Regions from separate parts of the Columba livia genome. Here region 1 is linked to region 2. A link is a contact called in public Hi-C data. All regions are on one chromosome and are shown on one strand. The core of a region is the stretch at or near the end of the contact, and the rest is flanking DNA. Distances in the headings are between cores, read along the strand shown. Region 1 overlaps FBRSL1 (fibrosin like 1). Region 2 holds the start of CHFR (checkpoint with forkhead and ring finger domains).

Evidence for each region. A called contact is a pair of places that touch in the nucleus more often than the background predicts.
Region 1: a Hi-C map of crop shows a contact between it and region 2, with 2.1 times the contacts expected there. The contact joins the enhancer-like site here to the promoter of CHFR in region 2. A contact is called at or near these places in 2 of 2 Hi-C or Micro-C datasets (crop and liver).

What each region holds. Positions count from the first base shown.
Region 1 is chr17:418,333-424,146 of bColLiv1.pat.W.v2, forward strand. All of the region lies in intron 5 of FBRSL1 (fibrosin like 1), which reads right to left. Among named protein-coding and RNA genes, the nearest start is that of CHFR, 140 kb to the left of the region's middle. Within about 2 kb of position 4,374, at least 2 of the 3 cell types and tissues checked have an H3K27ac peak away from gene starts, as active enhancers do.
Region 2 is chr17:283,820-289,758 of bColLiv1.pat.W.v2, forward strand. CHFR (checkpoint with forkhead and ring finger domains) reads right to left here and starts at 1,498. Exons shown (of 17, transcript XM_065033280.1): 1 at 1,357-1,498; 2 at 759-903. The coding sequence starts at 891.

The DNA of each region.
Region 1 (5,814 bases), core at 3,124-5,623, 140 kb after region 2:
CTGCCTGAAAGTCAGCTCCCAGAGGATCCTTAGGATCTTGCGGGGACTCTGAAAACGCGATCCAGCTGCCGCTGCTGTGGGTGACTCCAGGGCATCACATACATGCACTTCTATACGTTTCATTTTAACCAGCATGAGGATAAGGTCATCTATGTTCACACCATTAAGTCTAGAGATTTTTCTCTTCCTTCGGACCTATTTTCAACAGATAAACAGAAATAATTTAATGAAGCCTAGAACAGAACGTAAGCCCTTAATGGTTCACCTTTGGCGTTAAATAAGTAAGGAAATGATTCACTAACATCTCTCATTTTGTGGACGTTTTAATCTCATGGTTACCTAATCTCTTCCATAACAGTAATGAGAACAAAAGAAACGTGTACAGAGGCAAAGCACCCACCTACCAATGCAACAGTACTATGTTTAACAAGCCTATTTTTCAGTAATATGTTTTGCTTATGTAAATCTGAAGAACAAATTCCTATCCACAGGCATTTTCCCCAAATGCTCCATCACCAACCTCATTATGTGATACAGAAATTATCCCAAGGGACATTATGTAATGACAATCCCTCCTTCCTCTCCCTAAGGAGTGTATTTCTCATTACGTGTCCTAGTAATTGATCGGTCTAGGAAATAATTTCTGGTAAAACCACATGTTTCTTTACCTAGTTCAGAATTTCCATCTTTATTCAGAAGGATAAAAGACTTCAAGAAACGCTAAAATTTCCATTTCTGATGCAGAACGCCAACCTCTGCTCAAACGTGCTGTTACGTGAAGAGCAACACATTCTTGTACCTGCCTGACTTCAGATACTGTAAATTCACAGTCATTAAAATTAACCACCTTGCATTTCCTATTCCAATGATACAAGTAATTTTACATGACTGAATTGTCTGTAATGGCTTTTAAAAGATTGCTTCATATTCAAATACATCCGGACACCACAACCCGTAGCTATTGCGGGTCACTCAACCCAAGGATGCTGAAGTCAAGGGAGAAAAGAAGAGGAGATTTGCGGCAGAAAACGACAAACACATCTGTGCTTTCCAGAAGCGCCGCACAGCAGCCTGGCCCCGTGACGAGTGCAGTCCTTCTACTGCGCTTTTGGCTACACGGCACCATTAAACATCTTAACAGCTTTCAGTTTAAAAAGCAACAACAGCAAACACCAACGTTTACACCCTTTACTGACACATCAACTTCAAATCGCGACATTCTTGCGAAATCAAAGCAAACCGAACATCAACTGCTGCTACACGGCTGTAGCTCACCGCTGGAATTCGAAGCATACTCAATCCCTTTCTCACGCTGAACACCCAGAGCCACCAGCGCCGCCGCCGTCCGGCTGGGCCGGCACAGCCCGCGGGTCCCACGCGCCACCGCACGCCCGGCACAGCAACACCGGGACGTGCTCCGCTCCCTCGTCTGCCTGCGGGAACAGGCTGCCCCTCGCTGATAAACAGGGCTTAAGGTTTCGCTCAGAATAACCCACCTTCGAAACAAAGTAAACCTAAAAAAATCACTCTGCACTAGCGAAAACTCAACATCCAACTAAACAAAACACTGCTCGTTTTACAGGATTAATCAGGCAGCCGAAGCTGCTGCCTTTTGGCTTTAGCACAGGGCGGCTTTAGGGGACTTGTCAGCAAAGAACATTCCTGAAGAGAGCATTAGAAGTCTGCTGCTTGTCGAAGTTAATGCTGTGTACAAGCAAGCAGCTCGTCCTTGTAAGTCTGTATGCAGGGAAAATCGGATTTATCCATAAACATAAACCTCTGAAGTAACTTCTGATCAGGGATGACCAGAGATTTAACTCTTTAGGAAGATGAATGGGGAGGCTCTGCTTTGCTGTAATACCGCAGCAACCTCTCCCAGGTGAGCGAGGCTTGATTTTGAGAATTGATAACAAAGTAAATAATTGCAGTTTCTGGCACAGAGGAGAGTGGTTGAGGACGATCTCCACGACCCAAAGCAATCACTCAGAACAGTAACTTACATAACAAGAAATTATCTTTGATACAGAATTAGGTTAAAAGGACCTCAGATACTGTAATGTTACAAAAACCAGGACATGCCTTGAGAAGATGAGCTAGCAAGCAGCCTCCTGAGAAAAATGTGCAACTTCAAGAAGATTTTACATGCCTAAAAACCAGTTTAAATATCAGAAAGACCTACAAGCCTTTGCCATTTGAAAAGGTCCCTCTTTCCTTCGTTCTGTTCTCATCTTATTCTCGAGCCTTTCTTCCAAACCATTCTTAGTTAACCAGTGACCTGGAAATTTTACTTCGCTCCCCCCCAGTTTCGTCACTGCTAAGCACACCAGGTTTAATTTCCCCTCGGGCCGGGCAGAGCAGCCGCGGGGACGCGCACAGGCCCGGGCAGCCGGCCCGGCGGGACCCCAGCGGGTCATTTCTCACGCCAAAAACACACATGGGAAAAAAAACCCACGAAGACCCTTTTAAGACTCGTTATTCTGTGTGACTAGAAGTGCTCTGGCCTGCACCGAAGGGGTTAACCGCCGGCTACAGATTTTTAAGTTCGTGACCGCTTTTATCGCCAGCAATCCCAGAGAAATCTCGCCCCCGTCCCGCAGCGAGCGCCCCGGCAGAGCCCCGGCTCGGGCCCTGCTGCCCCAGGGCGGCAGCGGTTCAATGTTCATCGTTTCCTTGCACCCCCTCCTGGAAGCAGGGGCGAGGGGGCGGCAAGAGGGATGCAGTCGCACTAGAGGAACGTGCGAAATCGGGTGGAAAAAAGGCAGCTTGGGGAGCACATCGCATCCCGGCAGCTCCTCGCTGTTACGTCTATTATTTTATTTAAACACGCCCAGTCTCCCCCGCTCAAAATCCCTTCTCCTTAAACCCGTACGGGGAGCTCCTGGGTTCGCGGGCGGGGATGCTAAGGGCCGGCTTCTGTCTCTCCGCCGTACCTCAGCACCTCTTCGGAACAAGGGACGCGAATCACCGCCGAAAAGAGAACGGGGCTGGGGAGGCGGGGCTGGCAGCGAGCAAACGGCGCGGCCGGAAAAATCAAACCACCTCGTCGACTGCACCGAGACAGACACACACACAAAAAAGACAAAAAAACCGCACGCACACAACCATCGCGCCGGGCGGAAAACGCGGCGATTTCCGTCTTTCCTTCTCCCGTCTGACCACAAAGCCACCGAACTCCCCGGCTCCGGCAGCCCGGCTGAAAAACGGGTCGGGGAGGGGAAGAGAAGCCCCCGCCGCGGGTGGGGGGTCCGCTACTTACCGTGCGGCGCGCAGACCATGGCGAGCCCCGCCGGCGAACCGGGCCCCCGCCGGATAATCCACAAGGCGAGGCCGAGCGGCCCCCGCGGGCGCGGAGCGGAGCCGCTCGGGCCCCCCCGGCAGCGGCACAACGCGGCGCCCGGCCCGGAGGTGCCCCGGGGGTCCCGCCGGCCCCCGCCGCGGCGCCTCCGCCTCCTCCCGCCGCAGTCGCCGCCGCTCGCTCCTCTTCCTTCGCTCTCTCGGGGGTGCAGGCAGCGCGCCTCTTCTCCTTTTTTTTTTTCCTCCCTTGTGTTTTGTTCGGTTTTGTTTTGTTTTTTTTCCCCTGGCCGAACCCGGGGCTCAAAGTTTGCGCCCCCTCCGCCTCGGCCCGGCGAGCTGCGTCCCCGCCGCCCGCTCAGCCCCGGAGCCGCCGCGCAGCCGGCACTACGGGTCCATCACCCGCGGGGCCACGGCGGGGAGAAAAATCACGCGAGGGGGCGAAAAGCCCACAGACGCACACCAAAAAAAGGCAACAAAGCAAAAAAGAAAGCGACCCAGGCGGCTCCGGCCGGCATCCGACGAGCGAGAGAACGGGGAAAGATCAGCGCCGCAGGCAGCCCCAGCCCGGCCCCATCCAGGGGGTTCCCGCGGCGGCGGATTTCTTTCTCTCTTTCTTTTTGTGGTTCACGCCTCGGTAGCCATTATTCCCAAACATGGAGAGCCGGCACCGCGCCGAGGCCGCTCCGCTCCGCTCCGCTCCCCGTTCCGCTCCGCTCCGCTCGGCGCTGCCGCTCCCCGCGGCTCCGCGGCGCGACTGCTCCGCGCGGCCCCCGCGCGCCCGCCCCGCGCCGCCCGCCGCCAGGCGAGACCAATCCAGCCACGAGACGCGGATCCGCGGCGCGCGCCCGCCTGCCCCGCCCCGCCGCGGGGCACGCGCGGGACCGGCCGCCGGGGCAGCGCGTGCAGGCGGGCCCGGAGCGGGGGCGCGCGGTCTGCGCGCGCGCGCGTCCGTGCGTGTGTCCGTGCGTGTGTCCGTGTGTGTGTCCGTGTGTGTGTCCGTGTGTCCGTGTGTGTGTCCGTGCATGTGTCCGTGGGTCCGTGCGTGTGTCCGTGTCTGTGTCCGTGCATGTGTCCGTGCATGTGCCCGTGTCTGTGTCCGTGCGTGTGTCTGTGCGGGCCCGGCGTGACCTGTGTCCCTAGGAACAGTCAGTGTGTGCACAGCGTGTGCATGCACAGCCTATCGATGCGTGTGGCCGAGGTGTACATACAATGTGCATACATGGTGTGTGCAGCACGTGTGTGTGTGTGTGGGGTGTGCGTGCATGCCACAGCCCGTATCTGTGCACTCACGGTGGTGGTGTGTGCATGGGGTGTGTGGTCTCCGCATGCAGTCTGTGTGCGCACACATGGTCAGAAAGACCATGGAGTGTGTTAACACCCTCTGCACACACGGGTGTGTGTGCGTGTGCACGCATGGTGTGCATGTGTGCATGCGTGTGCACGCTTCCTTCCCCACCCCATCCTTTTGATGGGCTGAGGTTGGGCTCCCTTCCCTCTATTTCCCTGTCAGTTGCAGCCTTGTGTCGCTAAGATGCATCCAGACCCCCAGGAGATTTGGATCCAGGCAGAGGGCGAAGAGAAAGCAAAGGAAATGTTTAATCATGATTAACCTTCACATTGCAAAACAGTTTTTAGATGGTATATTTAAAATATAATTACTATCGCAGTGATTCACAGGTGCTTTAATAAACGGTTAATCAATGGCCACAGGGGCCGAGGATCCACGCTGCCTGACACGCCGGGTCGGCGCCCGCAGCAGACGCGGCTCACGGGCCGGGCGAGCCCCTGCCCCGGCTGCCGCAGCCCTGCACGCAGCCCCCAGGGCGCCGCGCTCGCACCGCCCGCCCCGCAACGGCCGCTCTGCTGCGTCTGGGGCGTTCGCACGTGTCCCAGCACCGCGACTGCCTCCCGGGGGGGGACGGGAACCTCCCGCGTGCGGTTTTCGGCCGGCCTTGAGACATTATCTGAAAATCTTCAGGGAGAAAGGCAGTAAACATCTGTATACTATTAAACCCACTAGATGTGTTCATCATTTTATATTGATTGGTATATCACTACACAAAGTTAATATATTATGATTATTAGTATATTGTTAAATCATTAAATACGACAGCAGATGCAATAAATAATTTCCAGGGGATCCCTGCTGACATTTAGAAATTGATGGGTATGTTTTTCTTTCTGCATCCGGGCTGGCTGCAGGACTGCAGCGACGCTCTGCTGTTCTGACTGATCTCTTTCCCCTGCTTTCCTCCGCAAGTAAAGGCAGCCGAAAGAGCCCGCTCCGCCATGCCCAAGTTTGCATTTTAAAAGATGCGGCTGAATTAATACAAGCCCCAAAGAAACCTGTTGGGCGAGGATATTCAAACTGCTTGCAGGAAACGGGGAGCCACACGAAGGATTTACACCAGAGGCCGTACCTTGGCGTTGCGCAGAGAGAAGAACACCCTCTTGCAACGCCAACAGGGTTTTCATGTGAAAAGGCAAGGACGGAGCTGCCCGTCCGCCAGCAGCACGCGC
Region 2 (5,939 bases), core at 248-2,747:
CAATCTAAATGTATATTACCAAATGCCAATAAGCAAAATATTTTTCTTACAATACATTATGTGAATTTCTCATGGAGCTATAGCATCTGGTGTTTGTTCAAGACTGTTTACAAAATGTGACTGCTCAATCAAACAGCTTGAACTGATCAACAGGAAACAGAAAACCGGTGCTGCCAGGGCAGAATGAAAAAAAAAGAGCAACCCACTAAGACAATCATTTAAAATACAGTAAGCATGAAACCCTTTAAAATAAAAGCAAGTAGCGATAGCCCTAGTCTCTGAGAATTAAGCTTTCAAATCCCAGAAAAACTTTTGGTACTTGTTAGCAATCTTTATACCACCAGAAAAATTAAGGGCTTTTATGTGGGTGTTTTCCGTGACGCACAAGTATTTTGCATGGCAGTTCCAACTTATGTTAACCACAGAAACTAAACGAGAACATAAACAGGACTAATAAACAGAAACGCTTGTGAGCGAACAATCTTTTTTTTTCTTATTTGTGTAAACTGCCACAGAGAACCCAAAAGCCATATTGACTTTTAAAAAGGCACATGTAACAAGCTGGTAAGAAAAGGTCTGTCTAAAACTTCCTCTTCACACAGAGTCAAGAGGTAAATTAGCAATCTGGCAAACACCTCCAACAGCTGGAAGCACAACACCCAACTTCATCCACCTTCTAGCGCTTTAAAGGCCAGGAGGGGAACCGCCGCTGTCCCCCAAACACCGCCCTAGGCCAGCGCAGCGCGCCCCTCTCCCACCTTTCCTCCGACCAATCGTCCATTCTCTTTTCAGCAGCAAGACGTGCGGCTCTGCCTGCTCAGCACCCAGCCGAACGAGCCTCCCCCAGGGCTGCTGCTGCTGGCTCTGTTCGCCTCCTTCCGAGCGCTCCATCTGGATTCACATCTGACAAAAACAAACAAAGCGAACCCAAACCCCAGCATCGCACAGCACCCGGGGAGAGGGCTCGCTCTGGGCCGGCAGCCGCCTCCCCGGAGCCGGGCCCCGCAGCCCCTCACACCCCCAGAGGCTCTCCCGGCTCCTGCCCTGCCCGCTTCCTTTTGTGTGGCGTTGGAAAGCCCTCCCCCTAGGCCACCCGCCCCCCCGCAGCCAGCCCTCCCGCTTCCCTTCGGCTCCAGCCCACCCGGCCGCTCCACGCCCGAGGGGCAGCGGGCTGGGGCGGGCTCCCTCCGGCCCTCCGCTTACTTCTCTCCCCAACTTTCCGCCCCCAGCGGGCCCCGCTCCCCCGGCGGAGAGGAGCGGCGAGGGAAGGGCAGGGGACGCCGCGCCCCCCACATCCCCTCCCCGGCCGCCTGCAGCCGCCTACGCCCGCCCCCTCCCCTCGGCGCCGGCCCTTACACCCCGTCCCGCGGCCGAGGCGGCTCCTGTCACCAGGCATTGCCACCATCAGCTGATCCGGACTGGGCAGGGCCAGGCCTGCCATTGGAGGCGGCCATAGATAACGCACTAGGGGGAGAGGCGGACCTTCCGGTGCCCACCATCGAGGCATGGGAGCTAGAGCGTCGCATTTTCCGGGGAGGCCGAGGCGTACCGCTGTACACAGGGCGGTAGCGAGGTTTGGGCACAGGAGATTCCTCAGCGGACATCTTGGGTGTGGGCTGGCTCGGAAGCTGGACAAGGCGCTCGCCGCCATGTTTGTTGCGGGCGGATGGAGCGCCTCACAGCAGTTGTGTGTGCCGGCGGAGCTCTTTTGTCACTTAGGGTAAAAAATAATTGTTGTTTAACTCTTCGATGTTGAAGAGTTATTAGTTTGCCAGCAGCGGTTACATAAAAGCATACTTGTTATTCCAGGGACATGCTTGAGAAAGAAAGTTCACACCGAGGCAAGATCAATGCCCGTTCACGTGGGTTCGTGCCCTGAAGGGGCAGCCCCACATGTAATCAGAGGAGTTTCTTACAAAGCAAAACCTTCAGTTACTGGGGACGAGAGTGGGCAACAGAGCTTACTGTACCTTAAGAATTGTCACTTTGCTCTTTGTTACTCCAACAACCACCTAATTGCAGTGCCCTCTTCTACAGTCGTTGGAAACTAGCTAAAAAAAGACCCAAACTGACGTCAAATATCCCCAAACAGTAAGTGAAAAGGTCTCCTCAGTTCCCCCTGTGCTGGCGGGGTCCGCAGGGCCTGTGCCCCCCGCAGCCCTGGCCGCTGAGGAGCCATCGCATCCCCGCTCCGTCGTCCTGGCCTCCCTGGGCGCCGCCTCACAGAGCTAAACTGGCCAGAACCTCAGGCCGATCTGAAGTCCCGCCGAGCGGCACCATCTCTCCCCATCCCGCGCTCCCTGCTGCCTTCACCCCGCAGCCGGGTCACCCCAGGCGGCCAGTTCGCCTGGCAGCCACCTTTCCCTGCCAGATGTGTCCAAATGGTTGCAGCTGCTTCCTCTTGGTCTGCTGAAAGACATCAGTCTTTCCTTCCTTAATCTGACCTTTGGAGGATTCCACAACCACACCCAAATCGGCTAACATGTCCGACCCCCCAAAGGCTATCCGTAACATCAACACCTGAAATTTGGTGGTCCTTTCCCCCTCGCATGAAGCATTATCACTTCCTACCCATTTGTTGATCTGCTGGGACATTTTTACCACTTGTACCATAATCTAAAAAGATTACCAATTACCATTCCATATAGAGTGGCTTGTTAGGCAAACAAATTGTTGTCCTTGTGCACAATATCAGTAGCAACCATCTAGTTGATAATTCCTTTATCATATTCATTTGAAGAAGTCAAACAGTTTTATTTTCATCAAAACGAATCAGGAAGAAGCTGAGCTCTCCTGGATCTCCCTGCTGGTTGCTGATTAGCTTGTTAAGTTAGTTGTGTAATGTGTACAGAGACAGTGAACTTGTATTTCTTTTTCACTCAAATTATTTTGAAGTTTGGATTAAGTCACAAGGCATAAAAACAGGAACAAAACACTGAAAACAAAACCATTTGCAGTTCTTGGCTTTGATGCTCCTACTTGGTTCACAGGCTCGGGCTCTCAGATTTTGCTTTTGTCTTAACCCTTCCTGGAAACCCTGTAGATTCCCTTGGCCACGGGAATCTCACAGTGATACCAACCTGTGCAAGAGAGCTGCATGGGCTACTGATACATGCAAAACTGTTCAAATACAAAAGTGTTTTGGATCTGCACTTTTAGCTGATACCTAATGGACAGTATTGCTTTCACAGTTCTCAGTCGCATGGGCCCCAGTTGAGGAGGAAATGTAAGCACGTTTGTAAGTCAAAATGAAGGAAAGTACTTAAGAGCTTTGCATTATTTACCTTAGTCCATAACACTTCCCTTAGTAATAATACTAAAAAATATATATTTCTTTGAGGCCTGACTGTCTGAATTCCTCCAAAATGATTCATCTATAAAATACCCTGCTTATTTTCGACTCGGGCCTCACTGACGACTAGTACCTTTTACATTTTCGAGGAGAGGCACACCAGTGGAAGTTAGAACCACTCAAAAGAGTTATCACAGTGCATCATTTTTGTTACTGCTCATGGTGACTAATAATTGTTATCTCTGAGTGGCAGAGGAAGATGCCAGCACATGGGACATGCAACTGAAAGCCCAACAGCCAAATCTTTTGTGTAAACTATAGCATTGGCCGAGGGAGGAAGTTGTTTTGTTTTATTGTGGCATTGAGGAAACATATTTTCCAAATATTCCTGTCGAGAGACCCTTCTGCAATCACACCAAGGAATTAGTGCACCTTGGCGATAGCAGAGTGCAAGCAAATGATTGGTTCGGCTCTTGCAGCTCTCCCGGAGTATCCATGTAAAAAGACAGCAAGTGAAACACACAGCTAGCTTAACGAGTCCTGTGTGGATAGGAGACTCAATTAAAACTAAATTATACAACAAATTAGGTTCTAAATGCTGTGCTGCTTAGCCAGCTAGACAAATAATAATTAGAGATGTACTGATCTGTTGCTGTGTACAGTTGAACACTAGAACTGCTATAACTGCTGTCAGTGTACACTGACAACACTTCCCTCCCTGCTCATCGTGGATTTATATGACATTCCAAGTAAGCCATCCCTCAACAGGCCCGTTTTGTATTTGTTACCCTCCTGAGCTGGGCAGGATGGACAGAATCTTTTCCTAGAGTCCATCTTTCCCACCAGTTAAGGTTTATTCAGGAATATACCTCCCCCTCTTTTTCTTTCTAGAATCCAGGTCATTCTAGCTGGAATTAGTATTCAGGCTCTGAATTTTGTAGGTATACATAGATTAGATTCAGGAGAAAAAGAAGCTACAAATCTTGTTTCTCTTTTTCCCTACCAATAGCAGTACACATCCCGGCAGTTTCAAAACACTCCGCGATGTGTAGATGGATACAAGCCAGAAGCAAAAGAAATTTGGGAGCTCCTGGTAAAGAACAATATAGAAATCAATCTAATTGAAAAGGACCTGAGGACAGCTACTCAAATCCTACTGTAAAATTTCAAATGTGTTCGTATTGCGTTAATGTCTGGAGCTCTTAATCACCCTGTGATAGATAACATTCAGAAAGACTGATGTCCAATTTTCTCTGCATTTTTTTTCACGTCTGGTGAAAAGAATATTAAATTCTCAACATCAGATCGCGCAAATGCAACATGGAAAACATGTTTGTGGTTAAAAAAACAACTATGTGTTTTGCCTGGAAAGTAAAGCATTTAAAGATCATCCTAAGGCAGAAAGAGTAATGGCATCATACAGCCATCTTCGGTTATGGTTTCCTACTGCTGGCTGCTCGTCCACGGGCGAGGAAAAACAACTTTACAGTGCACAAGAACACGTACCAAGGACAGCCTCTTAGTCAGGCACTTTTCCGAACACTGATAGCCCCGTCTTGCAGATAATCTGTGTTCCTCCCATAATATAAATGAGAAAGCAAAACTGAAGTATTTCTAATAGCCTTAGGTTTTCTATTAATATAATGAGAAGGTTTGTTTTGTTTTGTAAATCGAGGCACAGCCCTACAGTAAGGTCCTCCCGCATTTTACCTGGCCTGAGCCCACCCTAGCCATGAGAGTAAGGATGGATACTGATTCTGACATATCTTGGACCAGATTCAGACGGACACCTTTAATTGTTCTTGTCATTTATATGTGATGTTCCAGGTTTTCCTTTTGATTGCTTAGTTCATCATGTTAGAGAAATTCACCAGCACTTCCTCAGTCACAGTCTTAGATTGACGTGTTTAGTCTGAGAAAGAAAAATACTGCATGTATTATCTCAGGATGAAAAACTGCCTACAAAAAAATTACATTCATATTTCTGCAAAGACTCCTGTCTCCATTGATAATTGGGAACATTTACAGTCTAGTTAAAGAATTTATTGCATCAAAGGGGATTTGTAAAATATTTCCTTTCTTTAAGTGTTTTGAAACATGTTTCCTGCAGGGGGTGCCAAATTAACACAACTGGAAAGTAGAAATATATACATTATCCACACGGAGGACATGACCGCTGTCCATGCTGTACATTGCGCTGCGCCTTGTGCGTGATGCACCGCTGCAGCCTGCGCCAAGGGCACCAGCGCTCAGGGTGGAGTCTCTCAGCTGTTCACCTGCGAGTCTCTCCTGAAGTCAGAAGCAGTGCTGGCCAGCCCTGTGATTAATGTCATCCGCATTCCCTGCCAAGTGCAGATCCAACACATCCCTTGGAAAAGAGCTTTGGGAGCGTGTGAGTGGAGAGAGACATCCATCTCAGCCTTAGAAAGACAGAGACCTTGGGAGGGAAGAAGTTAGGAATGCAGTGACAGCTGTACATTGCTTCCACCGGTTTATGAATAAGGGCAGAAACCTGGACACAAGAATTTAAATGACACAGAAAAGCTGAAGGAAAGATGGTCAGGAGTGTCATACAGTTTTCTACAGGTCTGAGGGAATGTCAGCCCCAAGTAAGAATGTCTGTAAATGGCATTATAGCAGAGGAGAG